Regions from separate parts of the Danio rerio genome. Here region 1 is linked to region 2. Evidence: chromatin contacts called from public HiChIP or PLAC-seq data. All regions are on one chromosome and are shown on one strand. The core of a region is the stretch at or near the end of the contact, and the rest is flanking DNA. Distances in the headings are between cores, read along the strand shown.

Region 1 (4,676 bases), core at 755-3,254, 340 kb after region 2:
AAATTACAATATTTTTCTTTAAAAGTTGGAAGAGTTCAAAGTTCTTAATGGAATAAAAATAAATCCAGAGATTCAGAGATACCTGTATATATTGAATAATATAGAGCTAATTGCTCTAAGCACATATTTGGTGAAATCACACAGTTCTGAATAAAAGCCAGACTAAAATATGCAGATCTGGCACATAAAACCAGCTGTATTAGTAATAATAGGTGATTTTGAAACTAACTTATTTTAGTGTAAACTATGCAGTATTAGTGAGACCCTGAAATCCGTCATAAATTTGTATATTTCTTATTACTGAACATTAAAATATTTCAAATATATAATTTTGCAGTTAATGCTTTAAAAAAAAAAGAACAATCTGTAGAAATATATTGTTTCTTGTCTTATTCAAGTAATTGTTAGTGTAAAATTAAATAATTAAAATAAATTATTACAAAAAAAGTTGTGTTACTCACCCGAGCCCTTCTGCTTCTGGGATTTATTTTAACCTGTAAGGGTACAACCAGGAAAAAAAAGGAACATAAAAAAACATTAAATGAGTGGTGGACAGTTTCAATGGTGCCCGGTAATTATATGACACATTATTATTACTACTAGACTTCAGATTAATTATAAACCTACTTTGTAAATGACAGAAAAAAAAACTTTGCTGTGAGGCACAAGTCTTGGTTCACTTACTAGGGGGGTGGTTATCAGGCCCAATCTGAATTTAATACCTATACATGTAAAACTTCAAATGCTTGGCACATAAAATTAAATTCATCATACCTGTCTGCAAATACTATTTCACAATAATGATAATTTTTCAACATATTGTAAGAAAGAATAACATAAAAAATAAAGAATTCTCAGAATTTTTAAATAGGAAGTTAATGAAATAGAGCTTCTTTTTGCAGAAAATTACAATAGTTCAACTTACAAGCCGAAATGTATGACATGTGAAAACATACAATTTTGTGTTATCATTTATTTTAAACTGATCTATTGTATTTTAAATATCTCAAAAAATGACTTCTGTCATTTAGTAAAAACTTTCAAGTTAGTGACACATGAAACGACCTTTAAACACCTTCTTTGTTGTGCGTTAGCAGCAAGTTGGCACAGTGGATAGCACAATCGCCTCACAGCAAGAAGGTCGCTAGTTTGAGCTCCGGCTGGGTCAGTTGGCATTTTTGTGTGGAGTTTGCATGTTCTCCCCCGTGTTTGTGTAGGTTTCCTCTGCATGGTCTCTCCCCCCCCAAAACATGTGTTACAGGTGAACTGGGTAAGCTAAATTGCCCATAGTGTATGTGTGGTAATGAGTGTGTATAGATTTTTCCCTGTGATGGGTTGCAGCTGGAAGGGCATCCGCTGCGTAAAACATATGCTGGATAAGTTGTCAGTCCATTCCACTGTGGCGACCACAGGTTAATAAAGGCTGAAAAGAAGATGAATGAATGTTGTGCTTTGTTTGTTGTTTTGTTCTGTATTGCATACGGCAATAACAGCAATAAATATTTAAAACATATTCACGCACATTTCTTTCTGAATACCGGTTAGGAAATGAGAAGATAGTCGGCACAGCCCATGTGTGAAGTCTTGTTTTCTTCCCCTCTAAAATGAAACACTTCTCTTCAAAGTGGGCCGAGCAGATCTTACTGTTTGGATTGGGTTTCCAGTCTTTCCATCTTAAATTTTTAAGCCACTTTTTCAGCAAGCTGGGGTCTTTCAGAGGGAATCTGAAATAGAAATGACAACATGAATGTAAATTCACACCGCCACTGTAATACTTTTATTCTTGAGAAACAGTCAGTATTGAGCTTAACTTACAAGTGGAAAGAGACGCTTTTGTTCCTCAGAGTGTTTTTACAGTTATACGCACTACAAACTAACACCATCCTGTTCGTGTGCCCAACATTCACATTTATCCACAGCGTGTATGCTTGTTAATGTTAAGTGCGCTCTATTAACGAACAGAATTTGCTCTGACTGCTCATCAAAAAGCAAAACAGACTGAAACAGCCAATCGTGCTCAGCTCCGTCTGTTTCTGTGGTGTCGAGACAGCAGAACTGAAAACATAAACATCGCCACCTATCGGACACAATGACCCCTGTGCTCACATGTCCAATAATATCCAGCTGCAGGCCCGCAGAACCACACACGTTTTAGTCACACACAATCTAGGACACACGATTTAGGCAAACCATATATGGTAACTAACTCTTTAGCATTATCGCCACCTATTGAATTTAACAAGTATGGTTTGCCATTTCAGTCATTATTATTATTATTATTATTATATCGTTACGATCATTTTAACATCTCTGCAGTTTCTGAGCTCAAATTATGTAAATAAAAAAAAAAAATGGTTAAAGACACTTATGACTTTATTCATGTGTTTACATACACAAAGAAAACATTATAGACCGTCTAATTGTTGGATTAAGTGTAATAAACTAATTCAAGATCTTAATATTATCATACTTGGTTAAAATCACTTTGTTGTAAAATATAAAAAGCAAACAATAATATGTCACTTTAAAATAAATTAGCCTTCTAGTTAATCATTTAAACAATATATATATATAGTTATAAACTGATTATCTTAACTGATTATCTGATTATAATTATAAGTTTATATATGAACTACTATTTTTTACTAAACTTTCACAGCTGTTATATATATATATATATATACTATATATATATATATATATATATATATATATATATATATATATATATATATATATATATATATATATATATATATTTCACAGCTGATATATATATATACTTTTTTATTAATAGTTAATTTGTTCCTATTGCTAAATTTTGGTAACTATTTATTACTATAAATTACTACAGTATTAAATGTGGGAAATCATTAATTAAAAGATTATAAGAAAGTTTAGCAAATAAACACTATAAAATCGCTTGAGTAAAATATGAATATAGTGTTATACAGTTACACTCTCAGAAAAAAAGGTACAATGAGGGTACAATTTTGTTCCTAGAGGGAACAAAATATAAAATTGTACCTTTAAAGGTCCCATATTGGTCCTTAGGGTACAATTTTGTACCCAAATGGGCTATAAAGGTACAAATGTCCAGATTTAGGTTTGAAAGGTACATTTTTGTACTTTTTATAGCACATTTGGATACAAAATTGTACCGTAAAGGACCAATTTGGCACCTTTACAGGTACAATTATATATTTTGTTTCCCTATAGGAACAAAATTGTACCATCAGCTCATGATAAGATCAAGACACTATAACACTAATTTAAATGTATTAATACTAAACATTAATACTAAAATACATAATTTAAAAATATAATAAATAAATAAATTGATTGAATTAAATATTTTAATAATAAATTTTTTTCATGTATTTAAATTACATTTTTTCTCAAAAATGTTAATAATTTAATTTATAATTGAATGTAATTTTAATCATTAAAAACGTAAATACTGGTCTTTGCTTACTGTTTAAGACCCTATAGTTTATGGGATGTAGAAAAAGAACCTTGCAGAGTGACAGCATCTTCATACAGGTGGTGATGTTGCTGTCTCTTTAAGATCTTCAATGATGCTTGTTGAGACGTTATAGTAGTGTTTGTGAGGCGGTCGGTAGAGTATGCTGGCTGTTTACACAGAACTTCGCACGCTTTTCAAAGAAAAGTGTATTTTGGAGTCCACACTTTTCAGGTAAGAATGTATTAAAGATATATTTTCAGTCTCATTTTCACATGTGAAGCCGTGTTCTGTTGATTTTGTCTGACTCTCGGGTCTCGGCTTTCCCCCGCTTTAAGTGCTCCGGGCTGGCCTGCAGGATGGAGTTTGCTAAGATGTCTGCTGCTTATTAAAGAAGTTAATACAATGTGATATCGAAGTCACCGAGGGACATAACGTTATAGACGGTGAGTACTATATGCTGTTAGTTTTCTCGGTGTAAAAGTTCCCTTTGTCGCGTATTCGCGCCTTATATCTTACGTTACTGCTTTATTAATAAGTGTTGCCACGGCGGAATATAATCGCAACCCAATTAACAAAATACACTCGGGCCAGCTGCGGCGGCAGAAGCGCGACGCTGCCGTAACCGTGCACCGGTGTTACACCAAATTCTGCGACCGTCGTATTCCGTGACTCTAGTAGGCGCTGTTCTCACTGTTTAACTTAAACTCGCTCCCACAGGCGGACTGGACACGCAAAAAGCGTACATACTCTCACGTGAACGCGCTCGGCGCCCGTACACATTATATGAGCGCGTCAATATATTTCATCGTTCTCTGTTTACTATTATTTTTCTTGCCTTTGATATATAGATGTTAAGTTTACATATATTTAACAGCCTATCAAAGAAAGCATTTTACTATAATATGACCAGTACAGCGATAGATTCTATCTATCTATCTATCTATCTATCTATCTATCTATCTATCTATCTATCTATCTATCTATCTATCTATCTATCTATCTATCTATCTATCTATCTATCTATCTGTCTGTCTGTCTGTCTGTCTGTCTGTCTGTCTGTCTGTCTGTCTGTCTGTCTGTCTGTCTGTCTCTCTCTCTCTCTGTCTGTCTGTCTGTGTAGTTTGTCTAGTTTGCCTCGTTAATGCACCCTGGTTGCGTGTGCTGAATGAATTGTTCAATGCTAGTATAATCCCTCGTATATCACACAGAA
Region 2 (4,760 bases), core at 733-3,232:
GCCCATGTCCTCACCACCTCCCCAACTATCTTGCATAGATTTGGGGGCTGGAGAAAAAAAAAAGTTTTTTTATTCTTTTTTTTTTAATTACCCAGGTTTACAAACAACAGAAACAAACCCTTTTACTTAATTTAGAAAAACCTGTGCAATCCTGCAGTACATTTTTGCAACAACAGGGGGCCCTGTTGTTACACATTCAAAGCTCTGATAACTAGCACCTGACACCATGTCATTCAGCACTCAAACGCAAAAGCAGTATCATTGCATGTGTTTTGCATTTTAAATAAAGTAAGAAAAATTAATTTAAAGATTTTACATAAAATATACCCAACCAATGTGCTACTTTCCAAAGTTTTAGATATCGAGAAAGAATGTTCATTTTGTAAAAACAGTGAGGAATCCTTATGTCACTTATTCGTTGATTGTCAGTGTGCAATTATTTTGGAAGGACTGTTTTTCTGATTATTCTGCTAAAAATAATATGTTGATAACATTGAATGCAAAAGAAATTATTTATTTTGAAAATGGTGATAAACAAATTAACAATTTTGTTAATTTGATCATTTTAAATGGTAAATTTTTCATCCACAAATGTCGACTTTCAAAATCTCCTCCTTTATACAAGATATTTGTCAACGAAATTATTCTGTTAAAGAAGTCTCTCAAAGTTGTAAAAAATGTAAAAGCTCTGTCTATTGTAAGCTATTATGAATCTGTTCTTGGCGTCTTGTGAATGTCTTCCTTTTGTTTTGTTTTTTTTGTTTTTTTTATTTTATTTTAATTATCTTTGGAATTTTTGCTTGTTGCCTGTTTTTGCTGTATTTGTAAATTACTAATGCATAATAAAAAAAAATACAAAATAAAAAAAAAAGTATCATTGCATGCGATTCCTTAAAATCTTGTATAACAATTTAAAGCAATTAGAATATTGAAACTAACCAGGTTTGCAGGGGGCAGATCCAGGGGGTCCATTGCCTCGGCTATAGACCTCAGGGCCGTTTTCACCCCAGCTGCCACAGCTACCTGGGGGTTTGCCCCATGCTGAAGTGCCATTGTCCACACTTGCAGCAGGAGCTGCTGGCTCTCCCCATAAAGGTTCAGGTTTTGAATGGGCATTTGTCATCTCTCCCCATCCTGCATAAGAATACTGCAAACTTCAGGACAAATTCAGGGTTTTCACAACCCTTTTCTACATAGCTAAACAATGATAAAACGGGCATCATTTAATAAATAGTTCATGTAATAAATAAGGGGGAAAGCGTATCATCATATTCTGCCATTTTCAAAGTAAACCTAGGTATTTTTAATAATATGACAACACCTTTATATAGACCATTTCAATGTGGTCATGTCATTGGCCCATGAACATTTCCTGCTTGTTATCAAACGATTTCATAACTGTAACAAGAGGCAATTCAATCGTAACTTAATGTTAAATCAGCTGTCATTACATTATTTATCAATATGTGGCTCTTTTTCGACAGCTAAAGAAATGAAAAATGTAAAACAGAAAATACATTGGGACCATTGTTTTTGTTTACATCTCCTAAAATGATCTTTAGATTTATGACAACTCCTTTTATTGTCGTAAGCACACAGAATATGAAAACACTAATGTCAGATCTGAAAAATGTTTACAGTTTTAAACAAATCAATTCCGAAAATTACAATTAAGGTAATATTTTGAAACACCATTAAATTTTACTTATACTGGTATACTTGCACTGTGCTAATGTCCTGTACTTTTTTTTGCAAAACAACTTTGCAATATTTCCTCGACAAATAACATCATAATTATAACTGTAACTGTAAAACATATTGGAATAAAAATTAGCTCCTCTGTCTTAAATGGAATAGTATGCTGCAATTTTAAATGTCTGTTTAGTTCTTGGCACAGGGGACATCTGAGGATGCCATGTTAAATACAGCTTTGGCAGAAGGAGTGCAAATCTACATAGAAACAGCAGAGGGCGCCGGGTCTGTTCCAAGTATCCTGCTGAGGCCTACTGATACTCCCCACAGATGACAGCCAAACTCTAATTACACACTGCATCCTGGCTCAAATAATATGTTGAACTTCACTCATAGACAGAATGCAAACACTATTACTGCAGCATTACTCACATTTTACTTATGACAACATAATCTAAAGTATAACTACTATCTAGTTAACTAGTTATATTTAAAAGGGTAAAAGTAAAAAGCTGTGTTTCTCACCTGGATTCATGTGGGTTGTTCTATTGTGAGATGGCCCTGTTTGATGTGGGCCAGCGTTATCAGGAGAAATGTGATTATTGTTTGAGTTTGGCCCTCCATGGTTGTGGGATTGTATGGGAGGCTGATTATGATGGGGATGATGATGATGGTTGTTGGGTACATTGTTGGCATTGCTAGGTCCTGGTTTGCCTTGCATTCCAGGGTTATTCCTGTCCCAGAGATTGACTGTTTTGTTGTAAGTGCTTGGGTCACCCCAAACTGAGGTACCATCATCGATCTCCATCTTACGGCGAATGGAGGGTGGAGAGGGCTCCTCCCATCCAGTGGGGTCTCCAGTGTGGTCAGGTTTAACACCTCCACCATTTCCTCCATTCCATCCAGAGCAACTCTGCTTTACCGAGCTAGGACCTCCCCAAGAACCCATGCTTCCACTGGTGCTATTGCCATTGGTACCCTCCTGAGGCTTGTTATTCCATCCTTGTGGTGGCACACTGGGGCGTTGTGCTTCTCCCCAGTTTCCTCCTACTCCAGCAGAAGGCTTGGTCCATCCTCTGGATCCCTCATTTAAGCCTGTACCCTCTCCCTCCCAGGTAGAGCTGGAGGGACCATTTTTCTTTCCATCTCCAGGTTCACCCCATTCTCCTCCAGAACCACTTTCTCCACCAGGTCCATTACCCCACCCGTGAGATTTGGGTCCCTCAACCCAGCACTGTGGTTTGGCTTTAGCGTGACTGTCTTCCCAGGTCGGAGACTTCTCTTCCGAACCCCAAGTCTGACCACTTTTCTGCAGGTTGCCTCCTGGGCCTCCAGCTGAGGTGCTGCCCCAATCTCCAGGACCAATTGAAGGTTTCTTGTTGCTGGTTGTATCTGCCCAACCAGAGCCAGCCTGGGGTGATGACATTGCTGTGCCCCATCCAGGTGCAGCACCAGTACTAGGGCAGGGGCCTTCACTCTTGCCTCCAGAGTCAGGTCTGGATGTAGTGCCTGAGTTTGGGTTGGCACTGCCAGAATTAGATGTTGGTCCTACATTGGCTGCATTTGAAGACGAGCCCCAGGCCTCAGTTCCAATGTCATTCTTGCGGTTGGAGCGAGCAGCTTCTTCGGTTTCCCAAGCAGTATGCTGCCGCACAGGTGTTTGTCCCCAGCCTGTGTTGCACAAAACCCGAGGATCCATATCCTGGGCAGGCAGAATAGGAGAAGTCTCATCTCTTGATGATCGATCCCTCCTGCGATGATGGCATTCCATGCTGTCACTACTTCCCTCACTAGCTGGGGCATTGGGCCCACGGACCCAAGAATTTAGCTGCTGTTCTTGGGTGGGAGAGCCTGAAGAATTCCATCCTTTGGTGTCAATGTTGGAATGCTTACCCCAGTCACCAGATGAGGCAGCTTGTCCCCAGCCAGAAGTGCCCGAGGCCCCTCCTTGTACCCAGTGCCCTGAGTCCCAATCAGAGTCTTTTGAGCCACCACCAGACTTGGCATCTCCATTACCCCAAATAGGTTCCCTATCCCCGTTGACCTGCGAGGATCCTCCTTGGGATTGAACAAATGAGCCCATGCCTGGAGGTCCAACCCCCCAGTTTGACAGGCTGTGACCAGGACTTCTGGGCTCCTGCTTAGTGTGATTTGGTCCATCAGTGTTAAGGTTCTGAGGTTCAGAGCTGAAAGACACATTCGTGGATGGGGTGGAGTGTGGCTCTGAGGAGTCACTGGGCATAATACTACCCCATGTGGTACTGCCATTGCCACTGCCACCATTACTTGCAGAATTTCCATTGGGACCACCTATACTGCCACTGTTGCTAGAGCCCTGGCTGGGCAGAGTGCCCGGTGGGCTACAGAGATTAGGAGGAGGGTTGCTTCCCCCTGAGCTGCCGCCACCCATGCCAGACCCTTCATGCCCCAGAACTGGCCAGGCAGAGGGGTTGGCATTAGGGTTTAAGTTCAAGTTAAAGTTAGAGGAGCCCCAACCCCTGGCTCCCACTGATGTGCTGGAGACTTCATTCTTCCCTTCTCCACTGGCAGGAGATTGGCCAGAGCCCCAGCCTCTGCTGGCCCCACCCTGACTAGAGAGCAGGCCTCCTGAGTGGCTGACATTGGCTTTGCTTGTGTGATTGGCGGAGAAATGGCCTTGCTGGCCAGCTCCAGTGGCCATGCTCATGCTGCTGATGTCACTGATACTTTCAGTGTCCAAAGGGCATCCTGCAGGAACGTGGCTTTCTTTGCATGAAATTGATGGCCAAGCCTCCGTATCGCGCTCGTCAATAATCAGTGGATCCCAGCTGCTGCAGCTGTTAGTAGAGGCTGTAGTGGCACTGCGACTGGGGGGTATATTCTCATAATGCGCTGTCAGGCCACTTTGCGGGGGCAGCTCTACAGAAGGAAAAGGAGAAAAAGAAAGTATTTAATACAATGGAATGTATGTAATGTATATTATTTCCATTTAAAAAAAAAAAAACAAGGGACTTTTATGCTGTACTCAAATTGTTTTTGTAGTACTAAAATTAAAACAAATAAATAAATCATACAAATATAGATGCAAA

What was found. HiChIP or PLAC-seq counts read pairs in DNA pulled down with a chosen protein or histone mark.
Region 1: an H3K4me3 HiChIP or PLAC-seq map of embryo shows a contact between it and region 2, with 5 times the contacts expected there. The contact joins the promoter of zgc:163143 here to the enhancer-like site in region 2. A contact is called at or near these places in 4 of 18 Hi-C or Micro-C datasets (caudal fin, fibroblasts, hematopoietic stem cells and 1 more) and 2 of 4 datasets of contacts at active chromatin or transcription factors (caudal fin and embryo).

Annotation. Positions count from the first base shown.
Region 1 is chr3:33,467,185-33,471,860 of GRCz12tu, forward strand. It overlaps zgc:163143, which reads right to left and starts at 2,005. Exons shown (of 12, transcript NM_001083569.1): 1 at 1,816-2,005; 2 at 1,523-1,724; 3 at 462-494. The coding sequence starts at 1,883. LOC137490668 (a long non-coding RNA gene) reads left to right here and starts at 3,619. Exons shown (of 7, transcript XR_012401100.1): 1 at 3,619-3,697; 2 at 3,802-3,909.
Region 2 is chr3:33,128,534-33,133,293 of GRCz12tu, forward strand. tnrc6c1 (trinucleotide repeat containing adaptor 6C1) reads right to left here. Exons shown (of 21, transcript XM_073944712.1): 4 at 2,218-4,590; 5 at 940-1,134; 6 at 1-47. Among named protein-coding and RNA genes, the nearest start is that of znf207a, 43 kb to the left of the region's middle. Within about 2 kb of position 1,983, at least 4 of the 62 cell types and tissues checked have an H3K27ac peak or open chromatin away from gene starts, as enhancers often do.